Regions from separate parts of the Mus musculus genome. Here region 1 is linked to region 2. The links are chromatin contacts, called in public HiChIP or PLAC-seq maps. All regions are on one chromosome and are shown on one strand. Each heading gives the region's core, a stretch centred on a gene start, on an enhancer-like site or on the middle of the called end of the contact. The rest is flanking DNA. Distances are from core to core; before and after follow the strand shown.

What was found. HiChIP or PLAC-seq counts read pairs in DNA pulled down with a chosen protein or histone mark.
Region 1: an H3K27ac HiChIP or PLAC-seq map of stem cell-derived neural progenitor cells shows a contact between it and region 2, with 4 times the contacts expected there. The contact joins two enhancer-like sites. A contact is called at or near these places in 2 of 484 Hi-C or Micro-C datasets (cerebral cortex and cortical neurons), 2 of 115 datasets of contacts at active chromatin or transcription factors (fibro-adipogenic progenitors and stem cell-derived neural progenitor cells) and 1 of 9 other capture datasets (embryonic stem cells).

The regions. Positions count from the first base shown.
Region 1 is chr1:126,923,539-126,928,702 of GRCm38.p6, reverse strand. No RefSeq gene overlaps it. Among named protein-coding and RNA genes, the nearest start is that of Nckap5, 95 kb to the right of the region's middle. Within about 2 kb of position 3,047, at least 61 of the 459 cell types and tissues checked have an H3K27ac peak or open chromatin away from gene starts, as enhancers often do. A contact at or near this core is called in stem cell-derived neural progenitor cells, where this site is marked.
Region 2 is chr1:126,658,001-126,662,933 of GRCm38.p6, reverse strand. All of the region lies in intron 2 of Nckap5 (NCK-associated protein 5), which reads left to right. Among named protein-coding and RNA genes, the nearest start is that of Nckap5, 170 kb to the left of the region's middle. Within about 2 kb of position 2,238, at least 33 of the 459 cell types and tissues checked have an H3K27ac peak or open chromatin away from gene starts, as enhancers often do. A contact at or near this core is called in stem cell-derived neural progenitor cells, where this site is marked.

The DNA of each region.
Region 1 (5,164 bases), core at 1,798-4,297, 260 kb before region 2:
CCATTTCTGCTTAATGTTTGCTACAGTTCCCGGGGCTGCAGATGGGTTTTAACGGCCTCCTGGGTGCTGTTTGGGGTCTCTCTCTTGAAGCTGTAGGTGCCCATGGGAATACTTGGAGGTGGTGGAGGCACCGTCGGCTGTTGCTTTGAAAGTGACTGCTGCTGGATTTTAAGTATTCTAATTAATTCCAGTTTTTAATCATGCAGGCTCTTCGGGGTTTCTAAAGGCAAGGGCACTGGTTTGGAAAAAGAAAAGCCAGTTGCCAGCTGCTCATGTCTGTGTGGATTTCCGTTTTCCTTCTCTGAGTCAAGTGCTCACGTTTGCAGGAAGTGCCAGGGAGGGATTTGGCTCCTGCCCCACAGAAGGAAGGGTTATCAAGTGTGTGCTAGAGTCTGAGGTCAGCTACCAAAGACTAACAGATTCGTGCAATCTAGAAGCAGGGTGTAGGTGTTTGGAGCAAAGGGCTCGGTGGCTAAGGGTCCTTGCTGCTTTTGCAGAGGATCAGGGTTCAGTTCTGAGAACCCACATTGGAGCAGCTCACAATCATTTCTAACTCCATTTGCAGAGGACCCAAATACCCTCTTCTGGACTCTGAGGGTGCATGTGTGTCCATTGTGCACATGCAGACAAGCAGGAACACACATGCACACAAAATGCAACAAACCATAATAATAATAATAATAATAATAATAATAATAATAATAATAATAAAGCAGGGTAATGTTGGGGCCTAAAATAGAATCAGTAAAGAGTCCCCTGTGTGCCTTGATACCTATGAAACTCCGGTTTCCTCATCCTTCCTATGTAGGATGAGTTTCAAACACGCATGCGTGAAGTCTCATAGCGGTCAGGTGACCTGACAAAGGCTGCTCCGTTGGCTAATATTCATCCCTAACTGAACAAGGTCTGTACTTCCCATGAACTTCTAGGCATACCTGTGAGGGAATTTCCTCACCCTCACATGCTAACTGATGTGAAGAGACCTACTCCTGCATGTGAGCAGCACCTTTGGGCAGCACCCAGTATACAATATCAGGGAAAAGGTTTGCTCTTTGCCTGCCTACCTTCGCATCTTGTTTGTAAATTCATCTGCCCCGCTTCCAAGTTCAGAGCCTTTGTAATCGCTGCTGTGGTTGCTGCTGCTCCACCCTTCACTGATGGCTCCTTTGGCCTCTAACCTGGACTGAAGACCAGCAGTTCTCCAGGGGTCCTCCAGTCGTTCAGTGCCTCTCAGTTTCATGGATTGAGAAACCTAGGTAGGTCCTAGGACTGGAGCCTGTCCTTGTTTATAAGCTCTGACATTTGTAAAATGTCAGCTTGCACTGTCGGCAATAGTTTTTCCAGCGAGCATTAGAAAGACAAATTAGACAACAAAGGCCCACCAGGGAATACTCAGCTTGCACAGCGCTTATGTTTGACCTGTGAGATATAGGCCCCAGTTTCTTTTCCCTGGGGAGCAAGTCTCCCTGTCTCCTGCTAGTTGTCCCCTAAGAACATCCCCACTCACTTGCTATTGACACAACTGGTCCTGGCCTCATCGCTATCCCGGTTGCTCCCTTTCATGTTCTTGGCTCTCTCAGTCCAGAGCCCCCCTTCCTTTCTCCAAATATCCCAGCCTCCTTTACTCCATGTGACCTCCGCTCTCTGTAGGACCCTGGGTCTATATGTACATGGCAGATTTTAATCTTTGACACAATATTAAAGATTATTAAAATGATAAAATGAATGCCAACCGCGGGCTCCAGGAAATTAAATTTTGAGGTGCGAGTGGCAGATTTCTCCAAAGAATAAATCTGTGATGGAGGATACTTTTGGTATCTTCTTTGGATGACTGGGTCTTGACATTTTACTTAATTAAAAATTATTTGTTGTGACTGTAACTTCCGTTTCAAATTAAACCATCAGACTTCCTAATTTTTCGGTCCGTTAGTTACGTTGAATCCCAGTTTTCGGCACTCATCTTTATGTACCTCCCTGGGATTTTGTTGGTAGGTCAGAGGGTGCACTTAGGTCAGTGCCTTCTGAGAAAATTAAGAGCTGAGTGGACAGTCCTGGGGTGGGGTACAAGTGTGTTAATTTCTTATTCAGGAATCCTTACCTGCATTCTAGAAACAACCCTTTACTCTGAAGAGTAGGAGAGTGAAGGAACCAGTATCCCCTCTGAGTTCCAACCCTGCTCCTGTGAGCTCCCAGCTCAGAGGTGCTCATGTTGACTTTGAGTAAGCCCTGGCTCGTCTCCTACTTACGCTTTCATGTATTAGAAAGGTTGTATGGGGGTGGGGGAAAGCTCAGTCATTAAAGTGCTTGCCTTGCAAATATAGATCAATCACCCAGAAGCCATGTTTAGAATACTGGGCATGGTAGTGAGCTCTCATAGTCCCTCTGCTGGAAGGCTGAGAGACAGGTGGATCCTCAGGGCTCACTGGTCAGCCAGGCGAGACTATTAGCATGTTTTAGGTCAATGAGAAACTCTCATTAATTGTTTAAATGGAAGATGCGGAAGGAACAGCGCCCACAGTTGCCTTCTGGATTCCTTATTTGTAGGTACAACCTCAGCCACACGAAAGAGGGATGATGACATTTTTCATACTCTGTTCATGAAAGATTATCAGGAGGGGTCAGGCTCAAGTCAGCACCATGTCAGGGTGCCTATTACAGAGCCCGTGTCTGGTGAAGATGGTGACAACTCTGCCAGCAGCCAATCATCTTACTTTCAGGACCATTGTGCCATGGCAGCCTTTTCTGAGGATGCTTCAAATACCCCGTGGAGCCCAGGGAAAGGCATCAGGACTCCAGAATGCCCCAGATCTTAGAGTAGCCATATGTGGGGCACAGATGTGTACAGTTAACAGCTCTACTGTTTCTCTCACCCCTTAAATCGGGTGACTTAACCCGCGGCATTTAGCTACTGCACTCAGAATCCTCCTGTTGCCGGTACTGCTCTCAAAACACAGTAGGGCAGGCTCTGAGCCAAGTCTTGGGCAGTGTCTGCCAGGATTGTCTGAAAGCCAATAGGAGTCTCTGAGCCAAGAATGGTTGTTGGCCCAGAGAGACCACAGGGCCTCCTAACCAGTAGGGAGGGGAATCACCGCCCATAGTGTCTCATAGAGAAGAAGGAAAATAGACACTGAAGTCAGCATAATTCCCGGGGAGTTCCAGCGAAGACTGGCAGATAAAGGCTTGGGTTCTGGAATCTTAGGTCAGATTGCTGCCTCAGAGCACAGAGGTGACACTCCCAGGGACAGACGCAATGATCTCATTTTGCTCTGTAGAGACATGGATAGGAATCACAGCATTCTCATCTGACCAGGTCTGAAAGGCAGCCTCTGTTTACAGACAGATGTCTGACAGGACCAGCCAGCATGATGTAGTGATGTCAAGAGAGCCTACACAAGAGCAGGGGGGAGCCATTCAAACAGAGCCTTCCTCTGTCATAGTTGGAACCAATCTGCTAGGTCCCAAGGCTCCAAGGCTCGTATTACAAACTCCTTATTCCCCTTTCCCTGCCTCAAAGAAAAACGGTATCATTGTGACAACCGCAGCACACACCCTTACCTGCATGAGTCTTTCCTTGTATTTGGTCTGGAATCCTATCAGCACACACTGTAACATCTCCTTCACGCTGGAACTCAGTTCTTTAGTTTTACCTTGGAACTTTTTTTTTCTTTTAAAAATAATTTTCCAATTTTTATTTGGACACTTGACACGTGAATATAATGAATCTCGGTCTCTTTTTATCCTTTGACAATTTCATGTATGTATATAAAGGGTTTTGGTCATTTCCTTCCCCTTCCAGACACCCCGTCATCTTTCTCCCCCACTGAAACTTCCCTTCCCAATAACCCAATTTGATGTCTTTTTAATGATTTATTTTTGGGACTCACCAAGTTTAGTTAGGGCTGTGTGCATAGCATGGATGAGGGTTATTTACTGGAGCACAGGCAATAGCACCCTGGCAGAGAATGACTCTTCCCAGCGACCATTCACTGTCCACAGTCTTCCAGGGAGGGGACGAAGCCAATAGGAGTTGGGATGCCTATTACAGAGCCCGCGCTCCCCACTGTGCCTGATGGAGTGTTCATCAGCCTAGTCCTTCAGAGGTCAGCACAGCTACAGCGAGCTCATGACTGAGCCCTCAATAGATATGTCTTAATCATTCTTCTTTTTCTGTTTTCGCTTGCTTGTTGGTGATAGCCTATGTGTTGAAATTGTGTCCAATCTACATGTATATGTTTATTTATGCTTGTGGTGGCTGCAGGGGATGGGATCAGAGGACAACTTGCAGGAATCAGGTTTCTCCTTCCGCTACCGGATCTCTGGGATTGAACTAGGGGCATCAGGCTTGGTGGCCGAGCCTCTCCTTGGCCCTGTGCTTATTTTCAAGGTTTACTCGGGGTAGTCTTCTTTGGAATTCTCTCTTTTCACAGACAATGTCTTTGTGTTCCTTGCCCAGAAGGGCAACGAGAGGCAATGGAGCATCCTGGACTTGGCTTGGGAAACTGTGGACCTGAAGTTTGGCTCTGACTCTGCCTGGTTGGCAAGCTCCTTGTCTGCAGAGCTGATTTGCTCCTCTATAAAATGGTGCAATAAAACTTACCTCACTTCACCTAAGAGGCCATGGGGTGTGGCAGAGAACACAGGCTATGATGAAGCCAAAACAGTGGGTTCAAGTGTTGAGTCTGCCTTTCACGAGCTAACTTTGTATGAGTTCTCTCATCTCCCAGGGCCTTCCTTGGTTTCTTTACCACGATACCAGTGCACTATGGGGCAAGCTTGGGAGGACTCCGTGGATTGGTGTGTAAGTAGAACACAGAACAACTTGACACATCACATCAGAACATAAATGTTGCATGCTGTTATATAGTTTTGCTCTTAGCTCTAGGGACTGATGATGTTTTACAAACTCCATCAGAAATAAGAGAAAGTAGAAAACAGATATTCAGAAATTGGACTTTCGAGCTCTCAGTCTCATGCTACATCCCAGCACTGTTGTCTGTTACAGCGCCCTCTTCTGGAATGTGTCTGGTGCAGGCATGTCTGCTCTGCCTCCAACAGCCCCAAGGAAGGCAGCAAAAGTTCCTTTGGGTGAAGGGGAGTTCGAGACAGGGTTTCTCTGTGTAGCCTTCACTGTCCTGGAACTCACTCTGTAGACTAGGCTGACCTC
Region 2 (4,933 bases), core at 989-3,488:
GTTGAGGTGAGGTTGTCTTTTTCATCAAAAATTGTAAGGTGATTCATTATTTTAAATGACCTGGGAACAACACAAACCACATTTGTTATACCAAGTTATACAGATAACATACTTTATGAAAGTATGATATGAAAATAACTGAAAAATAATAATAGATAATATATTTATTGAGTGCTTACTTTGGTCATATGTTTGGATAACAAGATTTGATAGCCATAATTCCATTTTCTCTCTGCTTCTGGAAATGAATAATGACTACTTTTAGTTTAGAGGAATATTAAAACCCTAACTTAATCTTACAAACCTAGTACTTAGCAGAGTTAGGAGTACAGTGTGTCTGTTTTAAAGAGGTGCATAAAGGACAGAGAGGTCACCCTTGCATCACAAGATGTAGAGGTAGTTGAGAGTCAGACCGTGGAGCCGATTACTCAGCTCTAGAGGTGACCTCTGCAGTGACCTGTTGATTGAAAAGGGGATGGCCAATTGATGAGAACATGTCTGATGAGGATTGACATCCTTTTCTGTTTCATAAAACCTGGGGCTCTTTCCTTATGGTGGTGGGCCCTAATCTCTATAACTATGAATCAGAATTATACTTAAGGCAGTATGCTGGCCATTGTTTTGTGCTAAGAAGAAACTAAACAAGATCACCGAACTAAAGAGCCTTCCCTGCTATGGATAGTCTGTTCATGTATTTATTTGTTCATGCAGTACAGTGTGTCTGACTTCACTAACTGAGCTCTTTGCCTGCCTGCACCTTGCCTCTGAGAAGTGGATCATATGGCTTCCTGGCACCTTCTTGTTGTAAGAAATATTAAAAAGAATGGCGAGTTTCCAAGGTGCACCCAGCTGCTCTCAGCTTTGGCAGTCTTGCCAGCCATTTCTTATCTTGTGGAGACTCTTTGACTCAGAGCTCCAAAATCTCTCCACCCAGGTCACGAAGTTCTCACTGTCCTGTTGCTACCATGTCAGTCATATGCTTCAAAACCCCAATGGCCTTTTTGGTGCACATCACCACTGCTTGAACGAAAATGCCAAACAAACTTAGTTCAGAAACAATGGTAGCTCAATCCCTGGGTGCAACAACTAGAATCCGAATCTTGTGAGCCTTATTAAATCTAAATCCTCTGGCGGTGAATCCTGGCAGATCTGCCATATAAGCCAGGAGACACTAGTAGCTACATATTGCCCTCTCGCTATCCCCTCCAAAAGGCCCCTAACTCTCTCCTGCTTCCTCTCTTCCCCTGTCCAACCCAGAAGTCCCGCCTACTTGCCTAGTGATTGGTGGGTGAAGAGGGATCTATGAAGTTTGCTGTCATAGTGATAGGCTCAACTTCAAGCTGTTCCACTCCTTTCTCCAGGTGAATGGTCCTTAGGTGACTGCAGGGTAAATCTATGGTCCTCCCAACTGCCCACCGCCTGGACCCATGTTCTTTACACTGTCATGCAACAGAACTTTGTTAGAACAGAATTCTAGAGACTAGCTAGCCCATGTCCTCCATGGCCTCCCGGAGGAGGTTGTGACAAGGTTAAGTATGCTTAGGAAAACACGGCTAAGACATGGCTAGAGCCAGTGAAAGCCTTGTCTGTTAAGTCTAGTTTTGAATTATTAGTTAAGTCTGTTCCTTGACAGCTTCATACATGTAACAATGCATTCTGATTATTCTCCAGCCTCATCCTCCTATCTCCCTCCATTCCCTGGTGGCTTCCACCCTAGTCCCTTTCTCAGAATCATGACTTTGTTTTTGTTTTCTGACCCCTGTCATGTAAATAGGGTAATCTGTGTGACCACTGGATTGGTGCTGTCCTTTGGAGCCTGGTGAGGTCTATGGGAACCTTTGAGTTTTAAGATTGACCCATTTCTCAGTGACAGCCTTTTCAAATCCTGACCTTTTTTGCTGCCTTATTACTACAAATTCCTCATTGTTTAAAAATACCTCTTCTCTTCCCTTTCTGGTCCTCCTAAGGTTTTCCCGTCTTCCCTCTCACTGTGTCTCTGATGGCTTCCTGAGCTATTTCTGAAGGCACATGAGTGTTGAATAATGCCCATTTCTATAGCTATCTGGGGTTTGTATTTTCTTTGTGGACAGGCAGGGTTATGAAAGCAATGTGGGCTATGGACAGCTGCTACTGAGTCTGACAAACAGGAAAGTGCCCCCATGGCTATTTTTAAAGCATGCTTTCAAAGATGCAGGGCTGGGGCACTTGCCTTTCCCTCCTCCCCACTGGCTGTGTTTTCCAAGGCATAATTCACTAAAGTTGTTGTCATGGTTTCTTCAAGGGCTCAGCTCCCCAGAGGGTCCCAGCCAATGACAGCCCTTATGGAAAAAAAAAAAAAGGGTGGGAATACGGAATTGCCGGAAACACAGTGACCCATTGAGTGAACTGGTGTCCATCAGTGATTCTTATGAATGGATGACTAATTGTTTTTATGGGAACAGAAACAGTAAGGGACTTCTCATAATGCCCAAGCCTCTTGCATTACACCAGTATCTTGCCCTTTTCATAACTGCTGAGGGGAAATGACATTGTAAAAACTTCACTTCTCACCCCGTCAGGGAGTCGGCATTTCTGATCTGCCACTGAGCACAGCTCATCTGATGAAACCCAGTTCTATCATTGATATATGTGCCTCTGTGCAGTTGCTGGTGCACATATGTATGTGCATGTATGTGTGTGCATGTAGATGTTTGCGCATATGTGTGTGCATGAATGTAAAGGCCAGAGGTCAACCTTGCTCTCATTCCTTATTTGGCTTTTGTTTGTTTGTTGTGTTTTTTGTCTTGCCCTGGGACTTGCTGATAGGCTATGCTGGCTGGCGGGGGGCCCCAGGGATCCTCCTCTCAGCCTCCTCAAGGCTGGGGGTTCACATGCTCATCACTCCACTTGACATTTTTTCCCACGGGTTCTGGGGATTGAACTCAGATCCTTGTTCTTGCAAGATAGGCATTCTACCCAGTGAACTGTCATGTAAGCTCTCTTTAGGTTTGTAGCCCTGACCCTTTTGTGTCTTCTGAACGAGTCATACTGTGTGTTGAAGAACATTTTTACTTTAAACTGCAGGGAACCTTTGGAGAGAGTGTCAAAGGCATCTCTCCGGAGGTGGAATGGAGGTTTACCGCCTCTGCAGGACGGGCTTCCCAGCATTGAGTTTTGACATTTCCTCTCCAAGAAATAAAAATGATGATGGTGATATTGTTGACTGGAAGAATAATAATAAAAGATTCAAGTGAAATTTGGCAAAGGGTTGAACTGTCTTACCCAACAGCATAGAAAACAGGTATCCACTATATGAATATATCTTTGTATTTCTGAATTTGTGCCACTGGTGATGCATTTCTCTGAAAAAGGCCTGTGACTTTCATACAATAGAGACACTGACCGTGGCTCACTCTCTTCTGTATGCTCTATTCTTTGTGGACATCCTCACTACGGTGCTTATATCACTGAAAAAAATCAGCCTTTTTAGTAAAGATGCAAACCTATGGGATGAACATGACTGTATGGGCACATACGTACCTGCATGATAGAGAGGGATTCACTCAGAGCCTTTAGCCTGAGATAGACACATGATCTTATACTTTATCCGACCTGTCTTGGAGCTATTGGGTGTGTCGTATACAACAAATGACCTACGGACATCCTAGAAAGCTTGTCAGTCTGTCTGTCCGTCTGTCTTTCTCTTCTCTTCTGTCTCTCTGTCTCTCTCTCTGTCTTTCTCTCTCTCTCTCATCTCTGTCTCTCCCTCCATGTTTCTCTGTTTTTCTCTTTCTCTCTCATTTGTGTTTTTGTGTGTGTGTGTATGTAATGTGCTTGTATTCGTGTGTGTTTACATGTGTGAACGCAGGTGCCTATATGTATACATGTACATGTGTGTACATGCCCACATATGTCACAGCACTTGAGTGGAGGTCAGTGGATCGCATACAGACGTCAGTGCCGTCCTCCCACTATGTGGCTTCCAGAGATTAAGCTTAGATCACTAGGCTTGGCAATGAGCGCCTCTACCTACTGAGTCATCTCACTGGCCCACATCCTGGGCACGTATAAATGCTGACCCAGCATGAAGTCATAGTACGTTAATGACGGATCCTAATACTGGTCTGATGCCTTTCCCTACCACAAATTATTCAGCACGTTGGCAGATGGGATATAGACCACCTCTATAACTATTCGATTGCAATCACTGTGTGCTTAGAGAAGGGATAAGCTACTTGCACATTTTCTAGCCATAAAATGTGTGCATGTACATGTGTTGTGCATATGTGTGTGTGCAACCGAGTATACTTGTCTATGTGTTCCTTTGTGTGTGGAACTCAGACGTTAACTTTGGGTGCTGTTTTCAGAATGCCTTTCGCCTTGTATTTTGAGACAAGCTCTCTCACTATGTCCTGGAAGCCGTTGATTTGGCTGGCTGACCGTTTAGCCAGTCAACCCCAAAGATGCTCCTGTCTCCATCCCCTCAGCACTGGTATTTGGTATTACAAGCATGTCCACTGGGCTTTCTATAAAGGGCTGGTTTGGGGGATTAAACCAACCTGGTCCTCACACTTCACCACAAGTGTTCTAATGACTGAGACATTTCGCTGTCCCCTTCACACCTAATTTTTTTTTTTTAAAGTGTGAGCCTACTATGTCTAACTACAACTTAAATTTGTTACTTTGACCTTGTCATCAGTTTCTAACTGAAGGAGAGTGCTTACATTAGCATTTTCTTAGACTCTGAAGTCTAAGAAAACCTACTGGTTTCTTTGGAAGATAGTTATTCATCTTTGCAAGCTAATGTTGACTCTTCCTCATTAACATGTCACCTCAAAGCTGCCCAGATCTACAGAGATAGGTCAACTCAATTCTAATGGGTAAATCAAGTCCAATTGGAGAATCTCTTAGAACACAGGAGCCATCTGCCTTTCCATGTCTGAGTGAATAGAGA